Regions from separate parts of the Mus musculus genome. Here region 1 is linked to region 2. Evidence: chromatin contacts called from public HiChIP or PLAC-seq data. All regions are on one chromosome and are shown on one strand. The core of a region is the stretch at or near the end of the contact, and the rest is flanking DNA. Distances in the headings are between cores, read along the strand shown. Region 1 has its middle 28 kb from the start of Gm36685. Region 2 overlaps Bbs9 (Bardet-Biedl syndrome 9 (human)).

What was found. HiChIP or PLAC-seq counts read pairs in DNA pulled down with a chosen protein or histone mark.
Region 1: a contact with region 2 is called in an H3K27ac HiChIP or PLAC-seq map of microglia, with 3 times the contacts expected there. The contact joins two enhancer-like sites. A contact is called at or near these places in 2 of 484 Hi-C or Micro-C datasets (pancreatic cancer cells and trophoblast stem cells), 2 of 115 datasets of contacts at active chromatin or transcription factors (microglia and neural progenitor cells) and 1 of 9 other capture datasets (embryonic stem cells).

Annotation. Positions count from the first base shown.
Region 1 is chr9:22,959,628-22,963,806 of GRCm38.p6, forward strand. No RefSeq gene overlaps it. Among named protein-coding and RNA genes, the nearest start is that of Gm36685, 28 kb to the right of the region's middle. Within about 2 kb of position 2,829, at least 23 of the 459 cell types and tissues checked have an H3K27ac peak or open chromatin away from gene starts, as enhancers often do. A contact at or near this core is called in microglia, where this site is marked.
Region 2 is chr9:22,813,012-22,817,342 of GRCm38.p6, forward strand. All of the region lies in intron 21 of Bbs9 (Bardet-Biedl syndrome 9 (human)), which reads left to right. Among named protein-coding and RNA genes, the nearest start is that of Gm39309, 10 kb to the left of the region's middle. Within about 2 kb of position 1,905, at least 71 of the 459 cell types and tissues checked have an H3K27ac peak or open chromatin away from gene starts, as enhancers often do. A contact at or near this core is called in microglia, where this site is marked.

The sequences.
Region 1 (4,179 bases), core at 1,579-4,078, 150 kb after region 2:
ATTTAGTCATGCTATAGGTGACTAAATAAAAGGTTTAGTGTCATGTGTGGGATACCTGCCACCAGAACTCAATGGTATGACTCTTTTGCTGAAGATGCCACACCCATGTATAACAGAACAGAGAGCTATCAAGATGGTGCTGAGTAGAAAGAGTTCTCCCTGCTAGCTATTACTGAAAGGTACTACATGAGCTGTTGGAGGTGGGGGACAAGACATCAACAGTGTCATCCAACTATGAACCCTGTAAACCCCAATAATGACATATATGATGAGTTAGGCCCATAGTGCAATAATGGTACAAATGGTATGGAGGTAACCAACCCCTTTCTGATGGGATTTAAAACCCTCTCCATGGGAGGAAGCACAAGCTCAGGTACTACAAATCCGGCTACAAACCCATGCTTGAGAAGCTAACGAGCTCAAGGAATGACCTACTACCATTCTACTAACTAGATATAATATCAAACTTGCCTCTAAAAACGTTTACCTGTAAATTAATTTAGCTCTTAGACGTGACCTACTATTCTGTTAACTAAATATAATCTCAAACTTTCTCTAAAATTGTAACCTTCTGCCCATAAATTGATTCAACTCCTAGATTCTTCTCACCAGAGAAGTTTCTTTGTGCAATGAATGACAGCTAATGCAGAAACACACCACTGCTCAGAGTGCAGAGGATAAGTGCCAATGGAGCGCTTGGCCACCGATGGGACATCGGCATCATGCCCCATCCAAGGCTGAGGGAGAGAGGATGGGAAGATTGTGAGAGTCTCAGGCAGGGAAGAGTAGAATGAAACTACAGCAACTTCAGGACACGACAGGAGTGATGTGCTCATGAACTCATAGCCACTATAGTTGCCTGCACAAGAGCAAACCATTTACAAATACTGACTCCATAGGGGGAGCCTGGAACAGGTGATTGCTTCTAGGGGAAGAGGGATCAGTTTTCTTAAGGATGTGGTCCATGGTGGGTGGACCATGCTCCAGTGGATAACCCTATATACCTAGGAATATATGAACAACAGCAATTTAACCTGAATGGTTGTTAAAACAACAACACAACAACAACAACAACAAACTCATAAAGTTGGAGTGGAGAGGGATGTGGAGGTGGGTCTGGGAGGTGAATATTTTCAAAATACAACTTATAAAACTAACCAAGAGTCAATCCAAATATCTTTAATCTTTGAAAAATTATGTCTTTTACTAACACAAGTACTTAATTTTAACATATTACAATTTATGTATACTGTTTCTAAAGGAAAAAGTAATACTTCTGACCTATAAATAAATGTTTTCCTCTTACAAGTCACTTTCTTCAGGAAGAGTTATTGGTTTATGATTTTTATTTAGATGTAAGCACGATTTGGATTATTTTTTTTTAACTTGTGGCTAGAACGCTGCGATACATTTCCCCCCTGTATCTACTCAACTGCTCTAAGGGCATTTATTGTAAAGACTTCCCTTTTGTCTTGGAATTCACTTTGGAAATGGATTTAGAGTTGAAATCCACAGCAGGAAGATCTTCCATTTTTCTTACCTAAGTTTTCTGGCTCTTGGGTAGTGGAAGCAGAAAGGAATGTGTTTAAAGTGTAGGTATCCTGGCTGCTATCACTGGCTGAGCCACCGAAGGTGATTGTCATGCTTGGGGGTGGAGTCTCAGCCACACTCACTCAGGACCTTTTATTGGGGTGGTAACAAAAGTGTTCCTCCTGTAAATGATCACAGAAAGGATGATCTGAATTAATTTGGGGGAATTTCATTTCTTAGCTCAAATGTTAACATTGCCTCCCACCAGTAACCATAAACTAGGACCTGCTCTGCCACCTCCCCTATGTTTAACCAAGCTAACCTAAAAAGCAAAGCTTTAGAGCTAGTCTGCTTACCCTTAACTGAGAATTACCATCTGCCTTACTATCTTTCTGTTGGATGGGTCACAGTCTATTAGCCTTATTGAATACTACTGTTTGCAAAGATTGTTCTAAAATCAGTATGATTTCTGGAATGAAGGCATTTCCAGCACAGGAAAAATACAACCGAGAAGGACACAGTTGAGGTACTGAGAGAATTTTCCATGTGCACCACCCCTCAGGAAATTTTGTGGCAAACCTACCATACCATTGACATTCAAACAAATTCAACCTCAAATACCAGATCAAATTTAAGTTGGTGAAATTTTGAGGGAGGCAGGGTTAGCTGTCTGTGTTCATTGTCTTGGAAGGCAAAGTCCTTTTGCCTTTAGAGGGCATACATGTAACTTACATAGTAGACCTTGGCAGTGGATATATACATCCCTGAATCTATACACCAGCAGATACAGCCAATCACAGATCAAAATACTAGAAAAAAAATACATATATCTTGAACATATAGACTTCTTTTCTTGCCACAAGTCCATAAATAATTTGGTAAATAATACATATTTACTTTACATTATGTATTATAAGTAACCCAGAGGTGATTTAGGGTATGGGGATGGGTATGCCTATTATTTATAAATATTATGTCTTCATATATGAGGTATTTGAGCATCCTCAAATTTAGGTATCCTAGAGGATCCCAGAGCCAACACCCCCTAGAACACTAGGGGGTAACCATAACTCTGTACAAGTACGGAGGTGGGGAAGCAGCCTACTGATCTTTGCTGGGTGGACGGACAGTGGGGACTTGCAAAGACAGCCACTCTTCCAAGAGAGACTATGGCCTCAGTGCCCTACAGCAAGGGAAAGACGTGGCTTCTCTGGTCTAACTGATACTACAAAGGGGGAAGGCCTGCTAGTTCAATGCAAGAAGATATCCAGCCACTACCACCTCAAACTGAAAGCAAAGCAAAAGGCCAGTTCTGAAACTGGAGGTAATTAGTTCCTCATGCAACGGGCTGAGACTCAATCCAGACATGTGAACGGTCCATTTGTTTCCCTTTTCTTCCTTTCTTTTGTTGTTTTGCTTCTCTTTTTCCTCCCAGACAGTTTATAGCCCTGTAGGAAGTATAACCATGCAAGCTCTTGGCATGGCACAGGTTCACTGTGTGTCGCTTGTGATTGCTTTGCTCATTTTGATCAGGTTTTACACGGAAATGCATGTAATGAATTCAGCTCCTCTTGTCCGGGAGATTTATGTTTCCCAGAAGGCCTATTTCACCCTCTCTATCAGTAGTCACATTGTTACTGCATTTCTCAGTCACAAAAAAGATCTCCAGACTAGACCATTGACCATAAATGCTCAGTTTACTATTGAATTCTGATTATTTTCTTAATTTGGAGAAAAATCAAACTGTTTAGCAAAATCAGGTTTAAGCTTGGGATTAGCAAAAAAAAAAAAAAAAAAAAAAAAAAAAAAAAGCAGTCTTCAAATTCTTATCTGGAAAATTTTAAATCTCCAAAAATTCCTACCTTTGAGGGCCTGCCTCTTAAGCTTTCTGAGTCAAGTTCAGGTCTCTTAAATTCCCAAAAGAGTACACAGCTCATATTCCCAGCTCTGGGCCTCTGCTTCCTTCATTGGCTGATCATGTTGTATTATGCCACTGTGTTTCTGCCAAGGGCTCACCCCTGAAAGTGGCTTCTCTTCCTCTCTTTAACTATCATGTAGTCTTCAGAAGTCCTTAGGCTTCTAGGTCATTAGACAAAAAAACAAAACAAAACAAAATCAAAAACAAAAACAAAAACAAAACAACCCCAAAACCCTATGTACAAAATGGACTTTAACTCTCAGGGGATAATTTATCAGTCTGTCTACTTTCTCTTCTGCGTTAGATGGGGCCCAGGAAAGGCTGTACTTGGGATCATGGTTTGCTTGGATCTTGGAATGGGTTCCCTTTCCTGCCTGGTTCCGGTTATGCTGTGACTGCTCTCATCTGGAAACCTTGACCTTGTCCCACATTTCCTTATGTTTGCAGCTGATAAAGACATCACCTACATTTCCTCTGAGTTGTGGTTGGAGTCTGAAATGTCAACCATATTTGAATGATTGTTGGTTCTGTAAACTTGGAAGGTTGGGACCCAGCTGACAGAGTACTCAGTAGGGTCCAGTCAGTGAGAGTTATATACCCACCTCCTAGTTCCTGCTTTTCTCAGTGCTTCATGGTCTGCTGTGATTCCTCACCTTTACCACATGTTTCCATCACCATGGTCTTACACTCCAGTGTCCTCCCAGATATGATGGATGGATCCTCTGATACTG
Region 2 (4,331 bases), core at 655-3,154:
AGAGAGGACCAAGGCGCCTGTGGGTCAAGGAGGGGAGAGCCCCAGTTGGCCCATGAGCTCCTTCACTGAGGTCCAGACAGCTAAGCTTGCCTTCCCACAGTGTGGGTCTGAGTGGTCAGTCACACTGCACTCAGGCCCTTGGAAGCTCCTAGGCCTGCTTCTCCATCCTGACCTTTCGATAGCAGCTCGTGGACCACGATGCCAGAGACGCTATTACACACTGCAGCTGTGGTTTTACTCAAGCGCCCAGTTTGAGAGGTGACATGATTCTCTTCTTCTTTCATGTATGACTTCTGTCCCCGGTGCTGATCTTCTTGCTATTGCCTTCTTTCCCTCTTTAGTCAGAATGCCCAGAAGAGGGAATTTGGGTGGAATCTTCAGAAGATAAACATGGAGCCTGTATAACAAGCTGATAAGCCCAGGCCTCAGGGGCAGACAAACCAGTGTTTGGATCTTGCTTCTATTCCTTTTGATTTAGCCCTCCTTGGGCATTGGTTTCCAACCCTGCTGTCTTCCTCTAGAACAGCAGTTCTCAACCTGTAGGTCATGACCCTTTTGGGAGTTGCATATCAGATATCCTGCATATCAGATATTTACATTGTGATTCATAACAGTAGCAGAATTATAATTATAAAGTAGCAATGAAGTAATTTTATGGTTGTGGGTCACCACACCGTGACATGAACAGGTTGCAGCATGAGGAAGGTTGAGACCACTGCTCTAGATGGTAAGAATAATGATACTTGCTTGATTGCCATGGCTTTCTGTGTGTGAAAAGCACTCGGCACCATGCTTGGGACAGAATCCCCAGTTACGACTGCTGCTGCAGGTACATGTGGTTCATCCTTCAAAGCCAGCTTGTAATCCCAGGATGCTGCATTTGATTATTTGAAAAAAAATTTTTTGCACTATAACTATATATAAAACCCAACCTTTACTATGAAGAGTATTTGTTAGCTGGTCTGTTGGCGGTTCTTTACCAGGGTGTGGAGGGTGGAGTTTGGTGTCTTGTCCTTGTCACATCCTCCTGCTCTTCCTTTTGATCTCCAGTCCTTCAGAGGAGTATCCTCCTAAGAAATGAGCATTACAGCTCAATGATGTATGACCTGAAAACTCTTCATTCTGATTGGCACAGAGTATGCACCCTTCCCTCCACATTACACAGGAAAGGGAGTGGGATTTCTGGAAGGAGTCCAGGAGGGGGGACTCAGCACACCTGATCTGGCAGGGTCTGCAGTCACCTGGGAGATGGGCTTCTGGGCGTGTCTGTGCCAGTTACCTTGATATAGGAAGACTCATCTTAAGGCTGGGCTGGACCCTTCTCTCTGCCTGAACTGTGCCAAATGGGAAAGCAGGCCAAGTGTAGTGTTAGTCCTCACGCCTCTGTTCCTGGCCGTGGATGCTGTATGGTCCGCTGTATGGTCTGCCTCCTTTACATGTCCCCAGTTAGTGACTTTATCCTTGAACCCTGGGCCAGAATAACCCCCTTCCTTCCTAATGTTCCTTTCAGCAGGACATTCTTATCGCAGCAACAGGAACAGAAAGAAACTCCTGTCAGCTGAGGTTGTGGTTGCCCAGGCCTTCCTGTGGAGCCCAGTCTGCGCCTGGTTGGGAGCAGAAACCCAGAGACTCCTCTAGCCACACTTACTGCGTGTGCAACTTAGGCCATTCTTCTGCAAGTAGCCAAGCAACTGGAGAGTTGTGCACATGTCCAGGGTTTGGAATATTTAACCTGTCAATGTAAAAACTCTGGGTATGTGACTGGCAAAGATAGAGGAAGGGGAACATGGAGGAGGAAGAAATAAAGAAAGAGGAAGACAGGAAACATTTGTTCCCAGCCTAGGAGTGCTAGACGGGCCGAGCCCTTCCTGCCCGTCTGGCTGAGCACTTTTCACCAGCTACACTGAAGCTGACTGTGCTGGAGTGTGATGTCAGTCACCCACCCCTCTTCCCTGCTGGTGACCTTCCCTTCTCTGTAGCTCTAATTGTACCTCCAGTAATTGTGAGCAGCTGTGCACCCCGTCCTTTCTCATCACGGTGCTCACTGTCACCTGAAATACTTTCCTCTCATAACTCACACTTGTCACACGTCTCACTCCCATACTTAGCTCATTCTTGGGGGAGACGAGACATGGAACGTGGCTGCTCTGTCACCACAGAAAGCAGAAGCAGGAGAAGCAGTCTAGCCCAGAGCTCACACCGTCTCTGGAAGTGTTAGGTATGGAACACAGACATCCTGGCCCGCTGTGCTGAGCTCTAGGCCACACAGACCACAGCATTACAAAGGTACTTCTCAGCAGAGCCCCCTCTGGGATGAGCTGTTCTCCATGCAGCCCCCACCTCTTCAGCTCCTGGGGCAGTGTGGGGGAAAGGCCACAGGGCGCTTCCCAGTTCTTCCTTTTCTGTGAGGACACAGGCTCCCAGGAGAGATGCATCACGTGCTCATCGTGTATTTGTTTGTCCTTAACTTTTCTTTTCTCTATAAATGGCATGATACTAATGTAATGGGGAAAGTAAGAAGTACCATGAGTTATTTCTGCTGCCAATCTCCAGTTGTACAGCTCACAATGGCAGGATGGCTGTAACAGCTGACTCAGTATACAAGGGCGCACTGGTGTGGTAGAAGAAACAAGGCTATGGTGGAATGTTAGAATCTCCAGGGTCGCAGGGGAGTGTTAGAGTACCAAGCATACAGTGGAGTGCTGTCAGGTTGGATGAGGCTGTGGGGTAGGGTGTTAGAACGGAGTGGATTAATGAACACACAGGCAGACACAAGCTTATTTTAAGGTTCAGATAAGAACTTAGGAATCACCTGGTTCGCCTCCCTCACTAACAGCTGAGGGAACCAGGGCCCGAGAGGTTGCTAAGTGGTTGTATTAAAGTCAGGAGTGTGTGTAATTGTACCATGCCCCCTATTAAAGTGCAGATGGATAAACATCTCTGAATAAAACCCCCATGGTCTCCTGTAGCCGTGGGACTTCACGGGTTGGGCACTCTGGATATGCCCTCTCAGGTCCTGCAGTGATGCCCACAATGAGAGCACCCTCCCAGGAGGCCAGAGGTAGATACTCTTCTGCCACTAGCAATAACATCATGACCTTTTAGAAACCTTTCTTTTATTGTTGAGAGTATAATATAATTATATTTTGACCTCTTTTCTTTTCCTCCCTCCAAACCCTCCTATTTACCTTTCCTTGCTCTCTTACAAATTCATGACTTTTTTCACTAATGAGTGGTAGTACAGTGTGTGTGTGTGTGTGTGCGCACGCGTGTGTGCACGTGTGTATGTGTATTCATAAATACATAAATACAACCTTCTTAGTCAGTATGATATTACTCTATATGTTTTCATAGCAGGATATTTGGTGTCAGATAATGAAATAGTGTGCTTTTCCCTGGGGAAGACTATTTCTCCTACCCGAGCTTTCCTTTAGTTGCCTGTAGTCCTATTATTATTATTATTATTATTATTATTATTACAATTTCTTTTATTTTTAAATTACAATATAATTACATTATTTCCCCTTCCATTTCCTCCCTCCAAGCCCTTCTATATACTCTTCCTTGTTCTCTTTTTTCATGAATTGTGGTTATGCACTTTCTCCTGCTCTCGGCAGCCTTAGTTGCCTGTAGTTCTTGGTGTAGGGTTGAGGCCTTGCGGTATTTCCTCCCTCCACTGTGGCTTGTCCACTGCTGTCTCCTTGCGGTATTTCCTCCCTCCACTGTGGCTTGTCCACTGCTGTCTCCTTGCGGTATTTCCTCCCTCCACTGTGGCTTGTCCACTGCTGTCTCCTTGTGGTATTTCCTCCATCCACTGTGACTGTCCACTGCTGTCTCCTTGCCTCAATGGTGCTTAGGCAGTCATGTTGCTGAGACTTTATAGATGCAGTTTCTAACATTATGAGGAGACGCAGTTGATCCTGGCTCTTACCATCTTTCTGCCCCACTTCCTCAATGATACCTGGGCCATGGATGCAAGAGTAGTGAGTGCTCAATCATTTGGGTCTGGGCTCCACAACTCTATTTAGCTGGAAAGAAAATGGAAAACCTAAAAATTTCAGGTAAATACATGGAACTGGAAACCATCATATTGAGTGAGGTAACCCAGATACCTCCCCCCCAAAAAGAATTATCACTTAATCTCTTTCATTTGGGACTCTTAAATCTAGATCTTCGGAAGCCTGTGCGTGTCCTGCTGGCCTCCTTTGCCTCGGGCCTCTTCTGCTTGCCTTTATCAACTCATGACCGGACTTTCACGTCATTTTCTGAGCAAATTCTGCCACACCATCAATCTTACTTTATCCTTAACTTTATCTCTGATACCTTTATCT